5 separate regions of the Mus musculus genome follow, and regions 2, 3, 4 and 5 are each linked to region 1. Evidence: chromatin contacts called from public HiChIP or PLAC-seq and promoter capture Hi-C data. All regions are on one chromosome and are shown on one strand. The core of a region is the stretch at or near the end of the contact, and the rest is flanking DNA. Distances in the headings are between cores, read along the strand shown.

Evidence for each region. Promoter capture Hi-C pulls out the DNA fragments that hold promoters and counts their contacts. HiChIP or PLAC-seq counts read pairs in DNA pulled down with a chosen protein or histone mark.
Region 2: a FOXA1 HiChIP or PLAC-seq map of pancreatic cancer cells shows a contact between it and region 1. The contact joins the promoter of Ssc4d here to the promoter of Baz1b in region 1. A contact is called at or near these places in 2 of 115 datasets of contacts at active chromatin or transcription factors (microglia and pancreatic cancer cells) and 1 of 9 other capture datasets (liver).
Region 3: a FOXA1 HiChIP or PLAC-seq map of pancreatic cancer cells shows a contact between it and region 1. The contact joins the promoter of Hspb1 here to the promoter of Baz1b in region 1. A contact is called at or near these places in 2 of 115 datasets of contacts at active chromatin or transcription factors (microglia and pancreatic cancer cells).
Region 4: a promoter capture Hi-C map of embryonic stem cells shows a contact between it and region 1, with 2.1 times the contacts expected there. The contact joins the promoter of Rfc2 here to the promoter of Baz1b in region 1. A contact is called at or near these places in 2 of 39 promoter capture datasets (embryonic stem cells and hippocampal neurons).
Region 5: a contact with region 1 is called in an H3K4me3 HiChIP or PLAC-seq map of embryonic stem cells, with 8 read pairs. The contact joins the promoter of Eif4h here to the promoter of Baz1b in region 1. A contact is called at or near these places in 1 of 39 promoter capture datasets (cranial neural crest), 1 of 484 Hi-C or Micro-C datasets (double positive thymocytes) and 1 of 115 datasets of contacts at active chromatin or transcription factors (embryonic stem cells).

The regions. Positions count from the first base shown.
Region 1 is chr5:135,185,979-135,188,786 of GRCm38.p6, reverse strand. Baz1b (bromodomain adjacent to zinc finger domain, 1B) reads right to left here and starts at 1,464. Exons shown (of 19, transcript NM_011714.2): 1 at 1,031-1,464. The coding sequence starts at 1,137.
Region 2 is chr5:135,973,057-135,975,864 of GRCm38.p6, reverse strand. Ssc4d (scavenger receptor cysteine rich family, 4 domains) reads left to right here and starts at 1,389. Exons shown (of 11, transcript NM_001160366.1): 1 at 1,389-1,603.
Region 3 is chr5:135,886,564-135,889,371 of GRCm38.p6, reverse strand. Hspb1 (heat shock protein 1) reads right to left here and starts at 1,453. Exons shown (of 3, transcript NM_013560.2): 1 at 938-1,453; 2 at 260-323; 3 at 1-131. The coding sequence starts at 1,313.
Region 4 is chr5:134,581,338-134,584,145 of GRCm38.p6, reverse strand. Rfc2 (replication factor C (activator 1) 2) reads right to left here and starts at 1,456. Exons shown (of 11, transcript NM_020022.2): 1 at 1,260-1,456. The coding sequence starts at 1,357.
Region 5 is chr5:134,637,990-134,640,797 of GRCm38.p6, reverse strand. It overlaps Eif4h (eukaryotic translation initiation factor 4H), which reads left to right and starts at 1,389. Exons shown (of 7, transcript NM_033561.2): 1 at 1,389-1,557. The coding sequence starts at 1,499.

The DNA.
Region 1 (2,808 bases), core at 215-2,714:
CTTTTTAAAAAACAAATAAGCCTTAAAAGATTCAACATTCCCCCTACCGGGGGCGGGGGGGGGGGGGGGGGAAGTACTACAACTTTTAACTAAGAGGCTATGCTTGGTCAAGAAATCTTAAAGTAATGATTGGAAATGCTGACTTTGTATTCTAAAACACCAGTTTCACGTACCAGAGAGAGAGAGAGAGAGAGAGAGAGAGAGAGAGAGAGAGAGAGATTGAGAGACAGAGAGACAGGCAGACAGACAGACAGGATCGGGAATGCAGTGTCCAGCCTCTCTGAGTTCGAGGCCAGCCGGTGCTACATGAAGCGCTCCCTCAAAAAAAAAAAAAAAAAAAAAAAGACGGAAAAATGAAACTTCTAAGTGTCAAACTTCTGTGTTCTCTAGGAAATAAATGGCCACCAGAACCATCAATGTACCTTTCTGCTCCTTCCCATCTTCAGTGGGTAAAAAGTTAATGCCAGGTTTTGTGATTTACGGTTCTGTCAGTTCATCCCTGGCCTAAAGTCCACTCCGGAGGAGAAAAACAAAACCCACAAGCCACATCAGTGTCCCCGCACAGCCCACTCAAGACGCAGTAGAGGCTTGCACAAGCCGGATCACGCGGCTGCGCCGGTACAATTTCAAAAACTTAAACTTGACGGTTTCATTTCTATGAAAGGAGAGAGAAATAAAATGCGCAAAGGGAACCCGGCTACCCTCCCTAGTCATTTAGGGCCCGAAGCCAAGTTGGGGAGGAGGGGATTGGTGTTGCGATCACCACCGAGGCCCCGGGGACAAAGTAAGGGGAAAAGGGATGGAGGCGCGCGGTTCCGGGAAGGACGGCTGGAGACGGCCCGGAGGGATCTCGCCGCGGAGCTCCCAAGCCCGGGTAAAGCAGGGCCCCGGGCATCACGGCCCGCGGACGGCCCCGTGCGGTGACAGCTGCCCCGCGAGCCGCGCGCGGCCCATTCGCATCTCGCCATCTCCATCCCTCGCCCTGCGCAGCCGCGGCCGAGCGTCCACACCGCGCGCGGAGAAAGGATACTCCCGGGTGCGGAAGGCCTCCTGAGTGTGCGGGATGGTGAAGAGCGGCTCCTCTCCGGGCAGCGGTTTCACCAGCGGGAAGGGCTTGCGGCCCAGCAGCGGCGCCATCGCGGCGGCGCCGGCAGGGGACGGAGCGCCGAAGGCTCGGCCGCTCTGCTGCGCAGCGCTAGGCCCCGGCAGCCCCGGGGCGAGCGAGCGAGCGAGGCGCCTGGCTCCCGGGGCGATGGGGGAGGGGAGGGGTGAGAGGGCGGCGCGAACTCCGGCTTCCCTCAGAGCTGGCGGGACCGCGCCACGGCCATGGAAGCCAGGGGGACGCCTCGAGGGGAGAAAACGGAGAGATTCTCCTCGCCCCTTCCGGCGCCTTTCACCTCACGCCGATCTCCGCCGCGGCGGCCGCCAGTCACGACTCCTCTCCAGCGGGCACGGGAGGAAATTATTGAAAAATGGCGGGAGATTCCCTTCCTCCCCCCCGCTGCCGGGCCAGCGCACAGACTAACTTGCTTCTCCGTGGCGCCCTGGGGCGGAGGCTCCGATAGGCGGAGGGCTCGTCGGCCTTCGCAGCCTATTGGCTCAGAGAGGCTGCCGCTCCGAGGTCGAGTCCCGCCCCCTGGGCTCCAGCCGCGAAGTTGAGTTGCAGCGCAGCAGAGGGCAGTCTGAAAAGGTGAAAGGTCACGTTATGTAAGAGCCGGGGACGGGCGTGCGGGCCTCCAGTGGCGGACTTCAAAAGTAATGGGACAGCAGTAGGAGGGGGAGGACGAAAAGCGGAAGACTCAAAGAGGTCAGAGCAAAAAGCCCTGTCACTGATACAGACATTGCGCCATCTGTCACCGACGGCGACACCGACATCCGGGCACTCACTGTCCGTGTGCTGCGCCGGAGGGGGGAGGGGGAGCGCGCGGCCAGGGGCTTTGTCTTTCCACTCGCGCTCCGCCCCCCTTCTTAAAGGGGCCGCGCTCGGCCACGCCCGGGGATGCGCGGGTGGAGCTGTACTGGGCGGGAAGTAACTCAGGCCCTCTCCAAACTGAAGTTCCGCATTGGGGCGACTAGGACCCCAACCTTCCCCGACGCGGCATCACTGTAATTGAGAAATGGAGATTAACAGCCTGTTTTTTAAGGACTACAGGGAAGGATAATGAAGAACTTTCTTTAAAAATATGTGGAGGAAGAGCCGCAGAGCAGACTCAGGGGCTAAGATCTTGTACTCGTTCAGAGGACCCAAGTTCAATTCTTAGCTCCCACATCGGGTAGCTGGAACCTGCCTCCGGCTGCAGCTCCAGGAGTTCCCATTCCTCTTGCCTCCTCAGGTGCACGTACTCACGTGCACGTAACATCCCCCACCACGTGTGCACACATACACAATTTAAAAATAAATCTTGAAAGTAAAATAAACGGAAGAATAATAAAGAAGGTTTTCTGTATGTACATATGTAAAAGACTATATTCATTCATATATATGTGTGTGTATATATATATATGTGTGTGTGTATATAGTGCAACTAAGTGATGCAGGTTTTTGAAGCTGGACGGTCCTAAGTGAGTTTGTGACTAACCTGGGCTACAGTCTTACAGGCTGAATAGCAAATCCCTATAACAATAAATAAATAAAGCTATGTTAGAAAACATATGTATTAAGCTCATGGGGCTGGAGAAGTGACTCCGCATGCAATTAAGAGTTCTTCCAGAGATTCTGGGTCTGATTCACAGTTTTTGTGTTGGAGGATCACAATCGCCTGTGACTCCAGAGCAGTAGATTCTTGCAACCCTGTATACATACCCCCC
Region 2 (2,808 bases), core at 140-2,639, 790 kb before region 1:
CTCAAACCTCCGTTTGCACATGGAATACACTAACACACACACACACACACACACACACACACACACGTACACATTAATAACCCTTTAAAGAAAAATATCTGGGTAGTGGTGGTGGCAGCGGGTAGCATGCACCTCTAATCCCAGCACTTGGAGGCAGAGGCAGGTGGATCTGTGTTTGAGGCTAGCCTGGTCTACCGAGTGAGTTCCAGGACAGCCAGGGCTACACAGAGAAAGGAGTCAGTAGTTAGAAGGTTTGATGATCCTAGAAGACCTTAGTCTGGTTCCCAGCACCCACAGGGCATCTCACAACCATTTGTAACTCCAGTCTCAGCAGACAAGACACACATAAACTTATGCATGTACATATACATAAATAAAATATACAGGGAGGGTTAGAGAGATGGCTCAGTGGTTAGAGAAATTGTTGCTATTGCAGAGGACCCAGGTTCTATTCCTAGTGCGTACAGGGCAGCTCACAACTGTCTGCAGTCAGACTCAGGAGCGCCAACGCCCTCCTCTCACCTCCAAAGGCATGAGGCCTGAATGCGATACACAGGCATATATGCAAGCAAAACACTCACAACTGGGGGAAAGTTTTAATTCTAACAAGATTTTGTTCTTCTTGGTGTTTTATTTTTGTTTTGTTTTGTTTTTGAGACAGAGTCTCTATATAGCCTTGGCTGTCCTGGCATTCACTATGTAGATCAGGCTGGCCTCAAACTCACAAAAGATCCACTTGCCTCTGCCTCTCTCTTTTTTTTTTAATATTTATTTATTTATTATATGTCAGTACACTGTAGCTGTCTTAGACACTCCAGAAGAGGCATCCAATCTTGTTACGGATGGTTGTGAGCCACCATGTGGTTGCTGGGATTTGAACTCAGGACCTTTGGGAGAGCAGCCCGTGCTCTTAACCCCTGAGCCATCTCACCAGCCCCTGCCTCTGCCTCTCAAGTGCTGGGATTAAAGGAGTGCTGCACCAAGCCTGGATTTTCGATATTCTGTGGAGTCTGGGGGTTGAACTGAATTTGCCAGGCCTGCGCAGCCATCAACTTCACCCTCTGAGCCACCTGACTTATGCCGATCCTGATAATTCCCCCCTCCCCCACCTTCACCTCTTTATGCTGCGAGAGGGTCTCACTAGGTAGCTGGGGATAACCTTGATCTCGCACTGTAACCCAGGCTGCTTCTCCATCACCAGTGTCTGATGCTCGGCTGTCCTGCACAGGGGTGAGGAACCACTCGGGCTTCTCTGCAACCTGAGCCCAGAGGGGGAGAGATGGCAGGAGGAGGGGCACCTGGCCTCCTAGCTCCTCCTCTTCCTCGGTGCCCTTCCTCCGGGGCTGCTCACCACACTGCGGACCACTTCCACTGTCCCTTAGCCTCTCTGCCCCCAAGGTCAGGTGGGGACAGGCTGGGGCCACCGGCAGCTCCATGGCCAAGGACACTGCCTCTTCTCTCCTTCTAGCTACGGAAAGAAAAGAAGAAAAGTCTGTGCTGATCTGTATCTCGGGGGCCCTTCCCCCTCCTAAAGTCCCTGGAGCAGAGGCAGTGATTGAAACTTGGATTATCTGGAGGGAAAGAACCCAGAACATCCCTACAGGTATGAATGCTTCAGTTGTGTGTGTGTGTGTGTGTGTGTGTGTGTGTGTGTTCTCTCTGTGTAATAACAATTTCCTTTGAAAACCTCCAGAGCCCTTTCTTTAAAAAAAAAAAAATTCTTAATATTGCATTTATTTATTTATGTGTGTGCAGGCATGCACAAGTGACAGTCACAGGGCAACTTGCAAGAGTGTTTTGCCTTCTGACATTTGGGTCCCAGGAATTGAACTTAGGTCATCAGACTTGGCAGCAGTCACCTTTACCTGCTGAGCCAACTCATTGACTACTTCCTGAGACCCCTCTGTTTCATTCTATGACTTCATAGCCACAATTTCACTCAGCCCATCAACAAACATTTTCTGAACATCATATGCCACGTACAACTATTGAATGAGATCTGGCTCTTGTCTTGGAGGTCAGACGGGGGCAGTCATAGCAATAGCTAAGCACATTAGAGCGGGCCAGACACTGGGGAAACCTTTTATAAACATTACCCATTTAATATGGCAACAAGTATAAGGGAAAGAATATGGGACCCTTTTGCCAATAAGAACAAAGGCTTCACAGCTCCTAATCACCTGCCCCACCGGGGCTAAAAGGAATTCTGAGAACATTCAAGAACCCTGGATCAGAAGTTAAGAACACCTACTGCTCTTTCAGAGGACCAGGGTCTGATTCCCAGCAATCAAATGGCGACTTACAGAGCTCTATAACTCTAGTCCAGTGACCTCTTCTGGCCTCCCGAGACACCAGGTACATATATGCTGCCTATATACACCTGCAGGCAAGACACCCGTACTCATAAAACAAGAAAACACATTTTTAAAAAGACCCCTGCAAGACAGATGTGACGTGGCAAGTGCCTTTAATCCTAGCATTCAGGGGTGGAAACGGAAGGGTCGATCTGAGTTCAAGGTCGTCTTTGGCTACTTAAGAGTTTGAAACCATCTCTCAAAAAAAAAACAAACAAACAAGCCATGGCCATTTAGGACAGGGATGAAGCAACCTCTATTGCTGTCCCTGAGAATAGGACAGGAATGAAGTATACGCGCTGAAGGCTGTGGGGCTGAGGCCTTATTCCCTGAGCATGGTGAAAAGAGTCCAGCTAGCTGTCTGGGGTGTGAGTCCCACAGGGGAGAGTGGCTTTCTCTCCAGCTCCTAGGCCGCGGAAGCAAATACCATAGTTACTGGTGAAGCTTTCTGGCA
Region 3 (2,808 bases), core at 204-2,703, 700 kb before region 1:
CCTCGAAAGTAACCGGAATGGTGATCTCCGCTGACTGCGTGACTGCTTTGGGCAACGGAGCCTCCACGGTAAGTGTGCCCTCAGGGGATAGGGAAGAGGACACTAGGGTGGGGTCCACACCTGGAGGGAGCCTGGACACACAGAAAATCAGGGCAAGGGTTACACATCCCTCCTGACCCGGGGCTCTTCGCCCTCCGCCCTGGGTCCGCTCCCCCTCCCCCCCACCTCCCCGCCCTCCATGCAAGGAATCAGAACTCACGTGTATTTCCGGGTGAAGCACCGAGAGATGTAGCCATGTTCGTCCTGCCTTTCTTCGTGCTTGCCTGTGGGTGGGGACAGAAGGTCAGAAGCAGCCCTCTGCTGTCCTAGCTAAGGAGTGGCTGGGACCCCCCAGGGAGGCAAACAAACCCGAGTGCGGCGGGGTGCCTGACTGTCTGGAATCTTAAAACTTTCCAGAAACTTCCCTTCTGAGATTTGGGATGCGAAGGGCTTGGCTCTGACCCAGACTTGGATACCAGGGTAGGTATACTCAAAGCCTCTGCGGCTGGGTCTAGGGACCCTGATCCTGCCGCTTGCTTATTTGGGAATGAGGTCTTCCAGAAGGTGTGTTGGGTCTTCCTTCATTTTGTTTCTGTGCTGCGGGTGGAACGCAAAGCCTCAAGGCCTCCCGGCAGGCCAGGCGAAGCTCTACCCTGAGCTACATCCCCAGCTGTTGGTCCATATCATCGAAGATGACAGAGCTTTTAAGAGCAACCTGCACCCCGCGTTCCGGGGCAAGAGAAGCAGGCAAAGGAGAATGATGCGGGCTCCGGGTCCCTAGGTTCATTTCTAACTTCTCAGGGTTCTATTCCTCAGGGTTTCAGCCCCCACCCTCAGCCCCCCAGCCACCACTCTCGCCTCGGCAGCTTCGTCCCCTCTGGGCACAAGGGAAACTCACCAGTGATCTCCACCACGCCTTCCTTGGTCTTCACTGTGAGCTCCTCCGGAGCGAAGTGGTTGACGTCCAGGGACACGCGCCAGCGATCAGCCGTCTGTCGGATCTCCGAGACCCCGCTGCTGAGCTGTCGGTTGAGCGCTCGGCTGAAGGCTGGTGCGGCCAGGGTCACCGCCGCGGGGCCCTCGGCGGTCGCGGCGGGCAGCGGGCGCACGTATCCGGGCCACCCAGCGGCGCTGAACCACTGCGACCACTCATCGGGCAACCGGGGCACCCCGAAAGCTTGATCGAAGAGGCGGCTGTGTGCAGGGTACCAGTCCCGGAATGGTTCCCAGCTCGGGCTCCGCAGCAGCGAGAAGGGCACGCGGCGCTCGGTCATGTTCTTGGCTGGTCAAGGCTGAGGATCTAGAAGCACTGGGCTGAGGATCCGAGAAGTGCCGGACTGGAGCCCCAGCGTGCTTTTATGTGTGCCCAGCCGGGTATTTTTAGCAGGCGGTGCTTCAGGTCTCTATTAATGGCAATGACCGTCTCAGGGGCCGCCCCTCGCCGCCCCTCCCCTCTGCATTCCTCCCCCTAAGCTTGCAAAGGGGGCGGGCAGGCGGGGCCAGGAAGGTTCTGCCCCCATCTGGAAACTTCTCTTGTTGAAGAAAACAAATGACGGCGTAATACCGGTAGCTGGAGCGATTCCCACTGTCGGGTTTAGGACACTGCTGGCTGAAGGGCGGTGGCCTGGGGCCAGCCCCATTTTTTATTGAGAATAACCAGGAGAGGTTAGGTCTTTTGTGTCGCAACTGGGAAGCAACTGAACCTGGTCTGAACCAGAAGGAGGCCCGTGGGAACACACATGTCATGGCACACCTGTGGAGGTCTCATGACACCGGCAAGATAGCTGTCTTCTATAGTGTATCTCCTGGGGAGCAAAGGCTTCGTGGCAGGCGCCTTAGTGTTCACTGAGTATCTTTCTGACCCAGAAACTGACTTTCTTTCTTCTTTCTCTCTTTCTCTCTCCTCTCTCCTCTCTCTCTCTCTCTCTCTCTCTCTCTCTCTCTCTCTCTGAAGTAGGATTTTTCTTTTTTTATTTTGATGCTTTTTTTTTGTTTTGTTTTGCTTTGCTTTTTTTTTTTTTTTTTTTTTTTTTTTTCTGAAGACAATGTTTCTCTGCATAGCCCTGGTTGTCCTGGAACTCACTTTGTAGACCAGGCTGGCCTCGAATTCAGAAACCCGCCTGCCTCTGCCTCCCAAGTGCTGGGATTAAAGGTGTGCATCACCACCGCTGGGCTATTTGATGCTTTTTTTTTTTTTTTTTTTTTTGGTTTTTCGAGACAGGGTTTCTCTGTATAGCCCTGGCTGTCCTGGAATTCACTTTGTAGACCAGGCTGGCCTCGAACTCAGAAATCCACCTGCCCGTGCCTCCGGAGTGCTGGGATTAAAGGCGTGCCCCACCACACCCGGCCGCTTTTTTTTTTTATTATATATATATATATATATATATATATATATATATATATATATATAATGTGTATCAGTGTTTTGCCTACATGAATGTCTGTGTGAGAGTGTTAGATCTTGAGTTACAGAGAGTATCAGAAATTGGAATGCCAGGTGGGTGCTAGAATTTGAACCTGGATACTTGTACTGGCTGGTTTAGTGTCAAATTGATACAAGCTGGAGTTATCACAGAGAAAGGAGCCTCCTTTGAGGAAATACCTCCATGAGATCCAGCTATAAGGCATTTTCTCAATTAGAGATCGGGGGGGGGGGGGCATTGTGGGTGGAGCCATTCTTGGGCTGGTAGTCTTGGTTCTATAAGAGAGCAAGCTGGGCCAGGTGGTGGTGGTGCACGACTTTAATCCCAGCACTTGGGAGGCAGAGGC
Region 4 (2,808 bases), core at 207-2,706, 600 kb after region 1:
TATGAAAGGGTCACAGCATTAGGGAAGTTGAGAACCATTGCTCTGGAGAGATAGTTCAGTGAACCGAGGAACCTCTCTGTGGTCTGCTGTCAGAAACCTTACTTTTGATAAAGAAAAACTAGTGCTGGGGTAGCTCCATGCTAGCATGTGGTCTGGCAGCAAGTTCCATGCAAAAACTAAAAGCTCAAAATTCACCTGCAGCCCCTGTCCATAGGCAGAAGACACAGTGGGGTCAGAATTCGTCATTCTCGACTATACAGAAAGTCTGCAGCTAGCTTAGGGTGGTGAGACCTACCGTAACAAAAGTGAAACACACACACACACAGAGTTTTGTTTTGTTAAACAGTGTTTCTATGTGTAGCCCTGGCTGGCCTCCAACTCAGAGAATCACTTGCCTCTGACTTCCAAGTGCTGGGATCAAAGGTGTGTGCCACCACCTGGCTAAAGCTAATAGTTTTTTAAGATGAGATTTTTAAACAAATAAAAAAATATGAGGCCAGGGCTGGAGAGATGGCTCAGCGGTGACGAGCACTGCCCGCTCTTCCAAAGGCCTTGAGCTCAATTCCCATAGTGGTGGCTCACAACCATCCGTGATGGGTTCTGATGCCCTCTTCTGGTGTGTCTGAAGACAGCTACAGTATACTCATATACATAAAATAAATAAAAGCCATTAGCATTGCACTGCATGAGGGCCTATTAGTCACGTTTAAGCATCATTTAGATGAACCTCGAGACACATATTCCTCAATTTCCATAAATAAAAATCTCTACCTTTGCCTGGTGGCTTACACCTGCCATTCCAGTATTTGGGAAGCTGAAGCAGGAGAACTGCAGAAACTTCAAGACCAGCTTGGGCTTCACAGTGAACCCCAGGGCTGTGAATGGGCCTCAGTCCGTAGAGTGCTAGCTTAGCGTGCACGAGGCTCTGTGTTCCATCCCCAGCACTGCTTTACGGAAGTAATGCATGCCCTGTCACCCCAGGATCAACGTTCAAAGTCATCCTTTGCTACGTAGTGAGTTCGAGTCCAGCTTGGGTTACACAGGACACGATCTCAAAAAAAAAAAGAAAGAAAGAAAGAAAAAGAAAAGAAAAGAAAGAAAGAAAAACAGAATATCTAGCTTCAAGAAGGAAAGGGGAAATCTGCGCTCCTGGGGACATCTGCACCTTCTCTGTCCCCTAGACCCAGGTCGAACCCAGGGTTCCTGGAGCTCGGCCCGCCCTCACGTCTACGCGCGCGTTACTATGGCTGCAGGCTCACCACGGCAGCTCGTAGTGGCCGGCGGTCTTGCTGGGGACAGGCGAGGGCTCCTGCGCCCCACTCTCGGATGGGTCACAGCCACTCTCCTGAACCTCCATTCCGGTGGCTGCTCTTCCCGCCACCCGAGGCCCCGCCCCATGCCGCTTTGACGGAAGTCTGGGTCCTGGTTTCCGGGCAACGCCGAGAGGAAAGCGGAAGTGCGTTATAGAGGCGGTGAATCTCTTCCTGCGCCTGCGCAGAGAGCACCGCGTAGCCATCCCTGGCCGCTAGAGGCCGCAGTGATCTCAGGAGCTGGCGTTTGAGAGGCGGGGGGGGGGGGGGGGGAGACATTTTATTATATCTTATTTAATTGTGACATTAAATAAGATAAAATAAAATCATTTCATTTCTTTTTACTTTCATGGACTTTTATTTTTTTTGAGACAGGGTTTCTCTGTGTAGCCCTTGACTGCTCTGAAACTCACTGTGTAGACCAGGCTGGTCTTGATTTCAGAGATCTGCCTGCCTCTATCTCTTGTGTGTGCCACCAATGCCTGGCTAAAATAAGGTTTTTTTTGTTTTGTTTTGGTTTTGGTTTTTCGAGACAGGGTTTCTCTGTGTAGCCCTGGCTGTCCTGGAACTCACTTTGTAGACCAGGCTGGCTTCGAACTCAGAAATCCGCCTGCCTCTGCCTCCCAAGTACTGGGATTAAAGGCGTGGGCCACCACGCCCGGCTAAATAAGTATTTTTAAAGAGATGCTTTCTAGGCCCAGGTTTGGTGGCACAGGTCTTTAATTCCAGTACTTGGGAGCAGAGGCACATGGATCTTTGTAAGTTCAAGGCCAGCCAGAGCTATGTACTATCACAAATTTCAGAGCTATCACAAAAATTAAACAAAAAAACAAAAAAAATACAACAATAACAAAACTAAAGATACTTTCTGGCCAGGTAAAGTAACACACACCTGTCATTCTTTTTTTTTTTTTTTTTTTTTTTTTTTTTTAATCATATGTGAGTACACTGTAGTTGTCTTTAGACACCTCAGAAGAGAGCATCAGATCTCATTATGGATGGCTGTGAGCCACCATGTTGTTGCTGGGACTTGAACTCAAGACCTTTGGAAGAGTAGTCAGTGCTTTTAACCACTGAGCCATCTCTCCAGTCCCACACCTGCCATTCTTACACTACTAACAAGCCGGGCAGGAGGAGAGTGAGTTCTGGGACTAGAAAAGGGAGACTCTGTCTCAACAAAGCAACTACAACAAAAAAAGCTGACATGACACATACCTGTAGCTTCAGCACTTGAAAGACAGATGCCAGCCTGGGGTACATGAGATTCTTAAAGAAATAATAGGGCATGGGTCAGAAGCCTGGGTTCCACCAGTATCAACGAGGAAAAAAAAATGGTTTTCTCCAAGGTGGCATTTTCAAGGTTTAAGGCTGGTGATTTCCAAGCAGGCTCGCCCTACCGTTAGCAACCTCAGCAAACTGCTTATTTTCGTAGTCTGCCTGCCCAGACACATCCCACGGAGTGCCTCTGGTAAGCACAAAGGTTTTTATTTGAACTCTT
Region 5 (2,808 bases), core at 140-2,639, 550 kb after region 1:
GTCAGGGGTACAAAAAAGTGCTGTAAAATTCAGAGGTTCTCCTTCTTCTTGGTTTTTCAAGGCAGGGTTTTTCTGTGTATCCCTGGCTGTCCTCGAACTCACTCTGTAGAGCAGGATGGCCTCAAATTCATAGATCCGCCTGCTTCTGCCTCCAGAATGAGGGGAGTAAAGGCCTTTGCTACCACTTCCTAATTTAGGAGTCACTTCTTAGGAGCTGTCCATCTTGGTTGAATTTTTTTTTTTTTTTTTTTTTTTTTTTTTTTGAGACAGGGTCTATGTACCTGGTCCTCCCGCTAGATGTGTGTGTGTGTGTGTGTGTGTGTGTGTGTGTGAGAGAGAGAGAGAGAGAGAGAGAGAGAGAGAGAGAGAGAAAGAGAGAGAGAGACTCATCTTCTACCATGTGGGTCCTGGGGATCAAACTCAGGTCAAGCTTGGTAACAAACATCCTCACTCACTGAGCCCACCTGCCCACCCTTAAAATTTCTTTTTCAGAGCAGACTCCTGCAAAAATAAAACATATCTAATCTCTTATCAGTTCAACTACAAACAGCCTCATCTTCACCACCCCTCCCCAATACCCAGACAGAGAATACAATTTGTTTTGTCTTTATAAGATTTATTTTGTTTTTTATTTATTTTATTTTATTTTGGAGACCAGTCTCAGTCTTCCTAGAGTAGGGATTACAGATATTTACCACCACGTCGTTTGTAGCAGGTCTCAAAAACAAAGATATTTCACTTCGTCTTGTTCACACACACACACACACACACACCATTCTCACTTACAAGCCTTCTGCCCTTGGTCATCTAGGGACCTCTACCTAGAACAGGTTGTCTTCCTTTTAGCTTTACCCAGGGACCATTTGTCCTGAAGAATTGTGCCCAAGTGGGACCAAGTGGGGCAGACCTAGGGCACTTTAATAAATCTAACGTGATACCAGAGATCCCAACATAGTGGCACACTGTCACCCCAGCCCTTGAGAAAGGGAGAGAGCAAAAAACAAAAAAACAAACCCAAAAAAACAAAAAACAAAACTAGGGGTTCAAGGTCATCCTCAGCTACAGCGCCCCAGCTCCAGGCCAGCCTGGGCTCCACAAAACCCAAACTGAATCTAGTGACAATGAGAAAGCAGCGTGCAGGGTGACAGACAACGCCCGAGGGGTAGGTGACCACGGGGCAGGGCGGGGCAAGGACAGTAAGAGGCAACCACGCGTGAAAGCAGCAAGCTAGCACACAATGGGCCTGGGAGGGCAGAGCGTGCGCGCGGCGCCCCGGGGGCCGGCCGCCGCACCACGTGGGCCGCAGAGCGCGCCGGGGCCAGCAGCGGGCCCCGTCGGCCCAAGGCCGGGCGCGGCGGCGCGCGCATGCGTGCGTGCGACTTGCGATCAGGCAGCGCGGCGGACAGCCCCGGTAGCGGGGCGGGCGGGGGGAGGAGGAGTTATATTGCGGGGTCCTTCCTCGCTGGCCCGCTGGTTCCTCAAGGAGCGGAGACGGCAAATGGCGGACTTCGATACCTACGACGATCGGGCCTACAGCAGCTTCGGCGGCGGTAGAGGGTGAGGCGAGCGGGGCGCGGTCAGGCGGGCCAGCGGCTCGGCCGGGGGGAGTGCCGAAAGGTTCGAAGGGGGAGGCGGCCTTGCCGCGCTCACTCGAGACGGGCGGCGGGAAGCGGCCTGAGCAGGCCCGAGGCGAGGCCTGGAAATGGCGCGCTCCGGGAGCGGCTGGCGACGGTTAGGCTGCGGGTCTCTCGCTTGCTCGCGGCGCACATCCTGCCCTCGGCTCCGCGCCGGCCCCGGACCCGGCACCCTGCGGGGCCTCGGTCGGAAAGTTAGATCACAGCGACACCGGAGGGTTTCCCGGGGATACCAGTGCCCGCCCGCCGCGTCCAGCTTTCTCCCCAGCGCGCTCCGGGCTGGGATGCAGCGCGGAAGCGGGCGGCGGCGGCGGAAGCGGCCTGCCCCTCTCCAGGGTCCCCGCTGCCTGGCGGAGCCCCTGGGTCGCTTCTGCGAGAGGCCCGCCGGCAGCGAGAGGGGCGATTTCCCTTCCGATTCGAGTCTGGATGCTGGGACCGTCGGATCCAGCGAGGGAGACAGGGAGCGGGGACCTGAACCAAAACAAATCCACCGTAGTGGGGAGTGTGCGTGGCTCTTTCTCTCTGCCTCCCTGGCGTTTCGAATGCCTTATTGACAGATACTACGTGTCTGCTGGCGGAGATTGTTGATTTCTTCCCAGTTTCTTCCCTGACCTGGGGAATCGCTTTCGCTTCGTTCTGATTCCGGTCAGATAAAGACAACATACTTTAAAACCAGTCCTCCTCCCACCTCCCTAAATCCTTTACTGATGAATAGATAGCTCCTGGTGCATAATTCCAAAAAACGGGCGCCCGGATAGTTTGTGCCCTTTTAAATAACACGTTACCAGCTGGGGTTGTGGCTCAGTCACAGAGCGATTGTCTAGCATATCTTGGATTCAGTCTCCTGCCAAACAATAGAAATAAACAAGCATCAGCCACTTGCTTTTTTTTCTTTTTTTTTTTTAAGCTTATAGGAGTTTTATGGGACAATTTAATCGTCTTGTTTATTTGTCAAGGACACACTTGGCTTTTATCCTTTTTTACAGCAAAGGTGACTTGCCCGGAGAATATCACAATAGTTGTACTGAGGTGTTGGGTTTCCTAGGTGGCTGCCCCCAAAGTGTCTTTTGTTAGGTGAAGAATGATCACCTTTAAATACCTGGGTTTGAGAGTGAGTCACAGTCTTGTTTGGTTGCAGTAGTGTACTGGGTACTCTTCATGCTTTCAGAAGGAG